Regions from separate parts of the Zea mays genome. Here region 2 is linked to region 1. A link is a contact called in public Hi-C data. All regions are on one chromosome and are shown on one strand. Each heading gives the region's core, a stretch centred on a gene start, on an enhancer-like site or on the middle of the called end of the contact. The rest is flanking DNA. Distances are from core to core; before and after follow the strand shown. Region 1 holds the start of LOC100192709. Region 2 holds the start of LOC100191261.

Region 1 (5,122 bases), core at 867-3,366:
TGTGCAAGAAACACTTCTTCATTTTGAACCCATAATAAAAGGGTGCAAGTATATAATATATATGCCCATTCTGATTATCATTTGCACAATATTGCAATCCAGAATCTACATCTCTTTGCTTTCCACTATGCTTATAGTGTGTGGATTGCTATCATTTTGTGGTAGAAATTATAGATTTTCTAATTATGGAAACAAAAATTGCAAGTGCTACATACATATTTATTTCCATCTAGAGTGGGTTGCAATAGTTCGGTTGGAGGGGAGAGGGGAATCACACTCACCTGGAAGCTGGACCAGTCTGGATAAACAGCCGGTGTTGCAGCACCTGAGGTAGCAGGTTGTTGCTGCTCCTGTTACAGAGAAGGACAAACTTTTACCAAGTAATCTTTTTCACTTAAAAGGATAATGCCACAGTCCCAGTATCAAGAACCTGTGGGGCGGATGCCTTGTTTGGCTTAGACGATGTATCTGCTCCACTGCTTCCCATGGTGACTCACAAAAGCAGTGCAGCAACTAGTCCATTGTCCATAGACAAATGAACAAGCATAAAACAAAACCTGAATTGGACAACAAAAGGAACAAATGTAAGCTAAAATATAGCATGAGATGCCTTGCAAGGAAACCCAATTTAACTGTTCAAGACAAAACATACTATAGTTTCAGAAAACAATATCATAAACCCTTATCATGTTTGGCACTAAAAGATTAAAGGGCAGATACAAGTGATCCTACTTAATTGTTGTGTATGATATCCTTGGTCCCTGTCACTTAGTTAGTGTTTGGTTGAAGAGCCAAGTAGAACGGAGCCGTTCCGTCCCAGTTTTGTTGTTGTTTGGTTACAAAGTAACTAGAACGGAATGACTCCAATTAGGGAATATTCTCCTCAGATCCGGAACCATTCCGCTCCAAAAAAATCAACCGAACGGAGCCGCTCCGTTCCCATCCCGCTCTCACAGTCACGCTCCGTTCCGTTCACTCTGCAACTAAACAAAAAACAGAGCCGCTCCGTTCCAGATTACCAAACACAGAACAGAGCGGCTCCGTTCCTAGAATCAGGGATGGAACGGCTCCGTTCTACTTGGCTCCTCAACCAAACACTACCTTAAAGCGCCTTATAATTTCCATGTCATATCAAAACAGACAACTTTACTAATGCTCAATTTCATCAATTTTTCCAGAGTGTTCCATCACATCACCAAACACTATAGAACTTGGCACCTGTAATTCTGACACTAAAATTTCCCCATACACCAATGAAAACTATATGATAGTCCAACAAACATTACACATGCACAAGATAAAACTGCCATGGAACTGTACCTAAAGCTCCTAGTTTTAAAAACAACAGTCTTGACCCAAAGTTCCAAACCACATACAAATTTGTCGCAGCATCAATACTTGTATGAATATAGGAACTGCAGTAAATGTCGGATCATCTGAATGAGGTCCCTCCAGCTCCCATGAGCTGCAGCTAGCCAAAGTAAACCCTTTTGAAACTATAAGCATGTCAGTTACTACGCACAGGTTAGCCGTAGCAAACCTGAACTCCCACCAACGGACCAACCCAAACGAACCTTAAACTGGAAATCTCAAAGCCAGTCACTCCAAGAGGCTACTGCACCTGCTCCGGAGAAAATTCGAACCACGCTTGGCTCACCAAGACAAAACGAAACGCGCCCGCAGCACTCAGGTAACTAGACACGAATCACACCTAAACCCTAGCATCGTCGTCGATCCAGCAACAACCCAGAGCTGGAACCCGCGCAGGCAATACCCACACACACCATGCGACGCGCGGGGAGCTCAATTCAAAAGCCATGCGGCGGCTAGATCCGGTCGGTGGGTAGGGTACCTGTCGGGGGGCGCGAGCCGGCGCCGGATCCGCTACCGGGAGGCGGCGATCGAGGGAGAGGGGCCTCGGGATCTGGACACGGGAGGGGAGAGTAAAGCTGTGGGGAAAGGGAGGGAAGGAAGGAGTGGCGCGCGAAGTCACCTGGGTGGTATGGTGTCTAGCTTGGAGCGAGCAAGACGGGGCGCGGGGCGACGCAGACGACGAAGCTTTGGAGCTGGAGGGCAGGAGAGATGCGTGCGATGCGACGCGACGCGCAGCTGCGGCTCGCGACTGGAGCAGTGAGGTGGAGTGCTGTGCTCTGCGTGGGAACCTACCCATAGGCCATAGGGGGGCGCTGGCTGGCAGGATGACTAGGCTAGCGTTAGTTTGGTTTCTGTTTCCGCGTCGCTTTCTCATTGGCAGGCCGGGGCTATAATTATCGTGGGATAAATGGATTGTACCAAAATTGCAGATTTGCGGTATACTTGGAGCCCACTCAGCCCAGCCCCTGAAGAGTAGTCATTAGGTATCCATTGCAATGCTCGGCTATGCGCGTGCGAGCTCTGTGTTTGGTTGCCTGCATGTAGATTTGGATCAAGACTCGCACGATCCTTAAAGCACATTGGGTCAGGCTCACCAGATACGAGCAGATTGGTCGCATCTCCAGAGCCAGGCTCCAGTGATCCTGGCTCACACAGCCAGGTTGGCGAGAGAAACCAACCAAACATACCCTATATTGATGATGGGCTTATACCGAGGCAATTATATTTTTTTGAACTTTTATCAAAATTGGTACAATCTTATTTATTACTAGTTATATATATGTGTTGCTACGAAATCAACATATTTTATTTATTTACATTGAGATCAAAACATTTTATTAAGATAAATTGAGATTGTGAATGCGATTGTGAATACGAATATCAACTTACCTACTTATAGAGATGGCAACAGGTACAAACCCGTTGTTGGGAGTCTTATACTTCTGAAGGTCCTTAAAAACATAATTAACCATTTGTTTTCAGCATAAGCTATTATAGAAATCTTCATCTAGAGGATACAAGCCTCTTCCTCGTGACGAAGGCACATAAGATGAAGACAGATCTAAAGAGGATAAGGGTAAACGCCGAAGCTATAGCCAGATGGACAGCTTCGGCTCACAACAGAGATGAAGTATAATGATGATGCTGACCGAAAGAGGAAAAGACCACTTAGTCCTTAATAACTTGTATTATGATCATATGTGAATATTGGGGACATAAATGTATTTTTACCCGGGCTGCGTCTCGTGTCTATAAATAGGTGAACAGTAGCATCGTACTGTTCAGGCTGGATTGTAATCTCTCTCGCGCGTCCTCACCTTTGAGCAAACCGAAGGTATCAATGTAATATTAGTTTCTGTTGATGTTTATACATGTTTTATAGGATGCGAATATGAAGGAATTAATGAGATCTAATTTCTATCTCTGCCCTTTCGCATTCACGTTCACATATTAAATGATGGAGGCATGTCCTTCATGACCTTCGTCTGATGATCATTATAGCCATGCGGAGATAATGTTTCAGAAGACGAATATCCCTAATAATTCATAATCGTGTTGCCTTATTCTTGATTCACAACATTGGAGAGCAAGTGACCAACATTGGCGCCACCTCCGGTGAACTCAAACGACCACCTTCAATACGCATCTACCTTCGTCATGCCGCCAAAGAAGACAACAGCGACAGGGGTTGCCCTGCAGCCACTGGACACAAATCAAGAGGCACTCTCACTGCGAGAAGCTAGGAGCCAGAAGAGAAAGGCTACCGGCCCAACACCTCAGAAGGAGGAGTTGGACCAAGAGATCAGGAATTTGGAGGCTATTCACCAGCAAGTGCAAAGGAAGAGAGAAAAGATGCTTCGGCTAGCTGACCTTCAGAGGAAGATCGACGAAGCTGTTGAAGAAATGTGTCACATTACTCAGGATGACCAAGGCCGAAGGCCCCAACACAGGGAGCTTCGTCCAGAAAGCCCAATCAATGATGATGAATGGTATGATGACTTTCATCATGATAACTTTGCTTTTGATGATGCTTCTCCTCTAGCAGCAGAGTTGTAGGCTACCTCGTGGTCGCTGTGGCAGAACCTCCCAAGTTATTGGACCCACATGCACCTGTCCTTGTCCCGAGGACCTCAAATGGCTATGCATGTGCACCAAACAACTTAACAGGATCTGTCCGAGTGTTCCAAGGACCCCAGATAAACCACTTACCGCCAAGATCGCAGGATTAAGTAAACACAACTCACATACAAACACTTGCAGCAGAAATAAATTCTTTATTACAAAATGATTACAAGTTTATCAAGATTTTATTATACCTCATTGGAGTGATTACAAAAGAAAGTGATTCAAACGAATTATAATTTGAAATTATATAAAGTATTCGTAAATTTGAAAATACATGCTAGCTTAAGTGACAATCCTCAATAAAGAAGCTAAAGATGGGATATACTTATATAAGAAGGCCGAGCCCACCGGCACTTAACATCAATCACAATCAAAGTGACTCGTAACCTGCAGCAATAATGGGAATAAAACCCTGAGTACGCAATTACTCAGCAAGACTTAACCGACTAAAGAAAAGACTCTCAAGGGCATGCTGGGTTAAAAGGATTCAAGGTATAGCTTATCAAGTTCAAAGACTCATTTTTGCAGAAGAGCTTACTAATACTGGGTCCTTAAGCCAAAATTTTATTTAGCAAGTTGAGTTCTTTTTTGATTCTAGATTTGCCTGATCTAGAGCATTCACTTGTCCTATACTAGCTTTCTTTTAAAATCAAAATTTTGTTTCACTTGTTATCTACGATGAAGGGCAGCGATCCAGTCTTCATATCCGAGAAGTAACGGCGATCCGAATCAATTAATACCCAGCTGGGGATCTCCAACCACACGACATATATAGCACTTAACCCTTGCATATGTCTACCATTCCCACGGATCTTCCACTATGTGAACCGGTCCGCGCCACCCGACAGCACAGTACTCCCCATCCAGCCTCTTGCCAGGGGGTACACGCTACTCTCGCCATCTCTCCACTCCCAGTGCGTGATTGTCTTTTCACATAGGGAATAGCTGGGTTCAGGCTTGCCCATGACGAGGTATGTGGCCAGTTAAAAGGTCCTAGATCATCAGGCCAACAATTGGTATGGTCCTTAATCGACACATACGGGCGACCTTTCCTGCTCAACGTCTGGTCCCATTTTAAACTATTTCAAAGCTTTGGTGCCTGACAGAGGGGCCATGCCTGGAT
Region 2 (5,122 bases), core at 1,730-4,229, 220 kb before region 1:
ACTCTCAAGGATATGATGGCTTAAGGGAGTCAAGGTAAGGCTATTCAAGAATCAAAAACTCTGTTTGCAGAAACGCTTACTAACAGTAGATCCTTAAAAATCCAGTTTTATTATCAGGTTAAATCATTACCTGAATCTAGAGTTCTTTCTACCCTAGTTCAAGAACTTGGCCTACACTAGCCATCTTTTCATAATCCATTTAGTTTACTGGATTGCTACGTGTAAGTCAGTGACCAAGTCTTCATGTCTAAGAAGCAACGGCGATCCGAATCGATTAATACTCAGCTGAGGATCTTCAATCACACGACATATGTAGCACTTAACCCTTGCATATGTCAACTCGCCACCGGGTTTCTCAAGACCAGACCGGGTTCACGCCAACCGAGAGCACAGATACACCACCGTCTAGCCTCTTGCCATGGAGGGTACACGCTACTCTCGCCATCTCTCCACTCCCATTACGTGTTGGCCTTCCTCGTATTGGTCTGCCTGAGGCAAAGCTTACCCATGACGAGGCATGTGACCAGTTAAAGGGTCCTCGGTCAGCAAGCCCACATCGACACGGTCCTTAAGCGACTCAGACGGAGACACTACACCGAGACTTCCTTGTCGTGCAAGTCACCCGCTCAGTCTCGTCTTTATTATTTTCAATCCCAATATTTGGTACCTGACAGAGGTACATCTTATCCGATGTTGAACCCATCACGGCCATGATGGATCCACCATCAAGTTTTATTTTTTGAAAACATCCCATTCCCTCTGAAGCATCATCTTTTGTTAAAACCAAAACATTTTTGTTTTATAAAGCAAGACTAAGCATCAGAAAACCTTTTAGCAAAACAGGCAATCAAGGAAGAGTAAACAGTTCCAAGGAAGGAAATGCAGCAATTGGTTTAGCACTCAACTCCTATCACCTAATGCATCATTCAAGTGATAAATAGTTTAAAATCACAAGGAAAAGGTAAATGCACCGGGGCTTGCCTTGTGTTGTAGGGGAGTCGAGATCTATTCCACAGATATCAAAATAAAAACAATTCCTGATAGGTGGAGTCTCAGTTGGTGGTGCAGTCTCTTATTCTTCGACACTTACTTCTTCTTCGTTTTCTATACATAACCATACATATACATGAATGCTTATGTGATGCTATGAATATGCAATTATAATAGAGATACATCAAGTTGTATCTTGAATACAACTTTCCTTCATGTTACACCAGGGAAACTAGGGTTTTCCGAGTCAGTACTCCACTAGAATAAGGCAAATATTACCTATAAAGCTAAGGTTTTGGGTTTGGGGATCAAACAATGTCCAAAACATGTCAAACTTCACCCATGGGCTCTAATTATCAAATTAAGCTTACCCAAAAAGTTTTATGATTTTTGGAGCTATTCAGTAGTTTCTAAAATTCCAAAAGTCTAGGTTTAAGCACCTTTAATTGGTAAATAATTCCTAGTTGGGACTTAAAATCTTGGAACTATTTTTATTAAATACTAGAGGAAATTAGGAATCTAGTAAAATTGTTCCCATTATTTTATCATTTTTTATAATTTCCTATAAATTTCGTAAGCCTGGTAGAAAAACAAAAATAGAAGGAACGAATAGTAACGGGCTCAAACCAGCCCGAGTCGGCCCCCGAACGGGGAAACGCGCTCGCGTGCGCCCGCGATGTTGTCTTTGCACAGAGGACCCTTGCTGTTTGAATAACTGGTTAAGAACCCTTTTCACTATTTACTTGTGTCTCTAACATTCACAGTTAGGCCCTCGGAGTTCTATTTCTTCGCAACGACAAGTCCCCGATGGTGATCGTCGGTAAGCACGCCTTCCGTGGAACCTGTACCGGCCGAGGCTGTGACACCCCAGGTGTTTATTTTGCGTTATGTCAGGAGATTTATCCTAATCTCGAATGCTAAGTGAAAAATTCTATTTCTCAATCGCGTTTATCTCCATTTATCAAGTTACTTGAGAAGGTTTCACCGATTTCTGATTTTATTCAATCGCGAGAAACAGCCAGATTTGGAGCCTGTTAAAAACTTTTTATTCTTGGCACGAATGCAAACTCGATAATCAATCTCGAACTATAAATCTCGTCTAAAGCTCATTTAATCAGACGCTCGACAGTTGCTAGTTGAGCTGTGTCCGAATCCAATTTCTCGATGTTCGATCTATGTTCAAAAATTAATCCGAGTCTGTATTCTCAAGCGGGATCTCTGTTGTGTCGATCTCTAATTAATTCTAATCCGAACCAACTTGATATCACCATATCTGATCTAAATCAAAAAGGAAAATACGAGAACAAAAATGAAGTGAGTAATAACCGTTCATATTTGATCTAATTACTTATTTGCTAAATTGGTTCCTTTCTTAGTAAGCAAAATACAACACCGTATTTAGGAGACTCGAATTTTATAACCCGGACCGCTGGCGTAGACCTATAACGCAGCACGATCTTAAAAATTTGGAACAAACAAAAGCGACAAGAATTTTAATATAGAACTACTCGCATAATTTAATTGTTGTTCGAACTACAAAGGTCTGATTCAAAAAAAATGGTCAAGTTTAAGTCAAAACATTTTTCAAATAGAATGCGAGTATATTTTTTTCAGGCAATATCGATTAGAATTTCTGCCGAAATTTCGTATTTCTCGTTTGTTACGAATGCGGGGTGTTTAGTATAAAACTCAACGATAATTAATTATGAACGTGGATTTTAATTTAGTACTATTTTATTCTTACCCTGCAAAATGTTAAAAAAGGGAGACAAACTCACCTCCCTCACGTGCTGCAGTGGCCATGACTGTCGCGTGGTGCTTGGCCTGAAGCGCCGGCCACGGCCAGCCACTCGACGATCGCTGCGCCTGTAGGCCAATGTGCCATGCTGCCCAGGTGAGCCAATCGCCTAGCAGGCCGCGCCCTCTATTAGCTCTCGGGGTCCCCTGTTGTCCTCCTCCCCACGCCATTTCCCTGCCTTTGAGCCTTTCTCTCCCGGCTCACAGACCTGCTGCAACCGATCTTCTTCCTCCCCCATCCGAGCTCCATCTAGGACAACAACTTCTCCCTTACGCCAGCAGCAGGGATCTCCTCCCTCTCCCATCCATGGGCGCGCACCCCCTCCCTGCGAGCTCTCTGCTTGGCTCCCCTGCTCCCATGGTGTCCAACGCCTTCCTCTGTCCTAGACGCAGGGCGCCAGTGCGGCCTCGCCGAACTCCCCATGGCGTCGAGCTTCTCCGTCGCGCCCCTGTGACGTGCCCAGCACGTCCGCCATCCATCCCTGTGCAGGCGCCCCTTTCCCCCAGCGGGATTCCTCCTCTTCTCCCCAAGGCGCCTGGTCTTCTCCCCACCTCCGCCCAGGCAGCAGGAGCTCGACTCCATGCTTGCCCCTAGCCGAACTCTCCTACAGAAGCTCCCCACAACGCCTTCTTCTTCAACCGCAACAAGCAGCAGACGCCCTCCTCCTCTCTGGTCGGCCTCCCATGGCGCTGCTGCCCCCTTGGTGTACTTGCTGCAGTTCCAAGCCAGTCGCCGGTGCTCCCTGCTTCAACCCTGCACGACTCTCACTCCCAGGCTCTCATCCTCGCCACCAGCCTGTGCAAGGGCCTGGCCGTCGGCCTTGCCTAGCAGCGAGAACCTGCCCCCGACACTCGCCAGTGCACGCTAGCCGTGCCGTCATCGATTTCCTTACTGCAGCGGGGTTCCCCCAATGTCGCGCGCCACCTGTTCGACGATATGCACAGTAGCTGCATGTCTCAGTTTATCGCAGCATCGAGCTCCTTCACCGGCGCCTGTCCATGGCAGCAGTCCCGACGTGACGCTGTGGCCCTTAGTGAGGCACCTTGCTGTCCTAGCCGCTGGATCGAGCTTTGTCCCAACCCGCAGCTTGCTATCGTCGAGCATTGGGCTTGCCATCGATGCCGTGTTTGTCGCGCACAGCAAAAACCACAGCGCCACGACTTGTTCCAGCTAAGCGAGAGGAGCCGCGTCGTCGATCCGTGCAGCCCCGACGTCTCCACGTCTCGCTTCGCCGTCAATCTGCATGGCGCCTGCGCGGCGTCGTCGAAACCCGTGGTGAGACCCCACTGTCCCGTGTTTTTCGTGTCCGATTAAATGCCACACAAATAAATCGTGTATTAAACTGTGCTGTGCTCGCAGCCCTTGTCATCACGCCTCGCGCATCGCTCGTCGGCAAAGAGCCCAAGCTGATGGCATGCATGCGCAACTCCAATCGGATTTTGGCCAGGTTGTTCACTTTAGAAAAATTGTGATTATGTTTTATTTACGATTCAGTCGATGGCGTAAATATATGTGTGAAAATATAATTGTGTGAATGAAAGTGTGTAGGGAAGGAAATGAAGTGGAAAAGAACTCGAGAATTTTTATTTTGATAGGAAAATATGCGATGCGTTATTTGATGCGAAAAACTAAGTTACAAAATGTGGATTATGTTTTGGGAAATGCATCGATATGTGTTTATGTGAAAAGTGTAATTGTTTTATGCAATGTGATGGGATTCGTGATTATATCGGGGATATATTTATTGATTTGACGAGTAGTTTAGAAAATGCTAGTTACGTGGAGGATGTATTGTTAAGACATGAGTGTCGGAGTTCACATATTAGTGGTCGCGCCACATTGATTGAAGTGTCTCGAGTGCACGCCACAATATGGTTGTATGCGAGACAGGGTTATGTGCATGATGAGTTTAGTAAAAATCCTTCGGTGTCACTGGTGTTAAGTTGAAGTTTATTTGCGCGAGGAAAGAAATAATGTGTTTAATACTTAGAACTCTTAGTCGATAGTAGAAATTGTTTTGGCTTATATAGAGAGGTGATGACATGCCAAAGTAGTCATCGCTTCCTCTATATCTTGAGTCGGGTCAATACGCGTTATGTGTTCATGAATTGGGAAGTAAGCGCATGATGGTTTCGAGTTAGAGATTAGTGGTTTACGGTTCGTATGATTTGGTCGATGTGTGAATATACATGTGAATAGGTATGTTTATAAAAATGATGTGGTGTATGTTGTGTCTTAGATAGTGATAATAATAGGCAAGCCGACGTGTATGTTATTTAGCGGGCTATGCCATTGCTCTAGTTAGCCGAAGTGTTAGATGGGTTGGTTAAGCTC

Evidence for each region. Hi-C and Micro-C count contacts between places; a contact is called where the count stands out from the background.
Region 2: a contact with region 1 is called in a Hi-C map of ear, with 1.7 times the contacts expected there. The contact joins the promoter of LOC100191261 here to the promoter of LOC100192709 in region 1. A contact is called at or near these places in 2 of 25 Hi-C or Micro-C datasets (ear and tassel).

The regions. Positions count from the first base shown.
Region 1 is chr3:101,429,430-101,434,551 of Zm-B73-REFERENCE-NAM-5.0, reverse strand. LOC100192709 reads right to left here and starts at 2,116. Exons shown (of 13, transcript NM_001137911.2): 1 at 1,853-2,116; 2 at 431-557; 3 at 282-350. The coding sequence starts at 487.
Region 2 is chr3:101,645,320-101,650,441 of Zm-B73-REFERENCE-NAM-5.0, reverse strand. It overlaps LOC100191261, which reads left to right and starts at 2,979. Exons shown (of 2, transcript NM_001136695.1): 1 at 2,979-4,063; 2 at 4,148-4,411. The coding sequence starts at 3,725. The coding sequence ends at 4,198.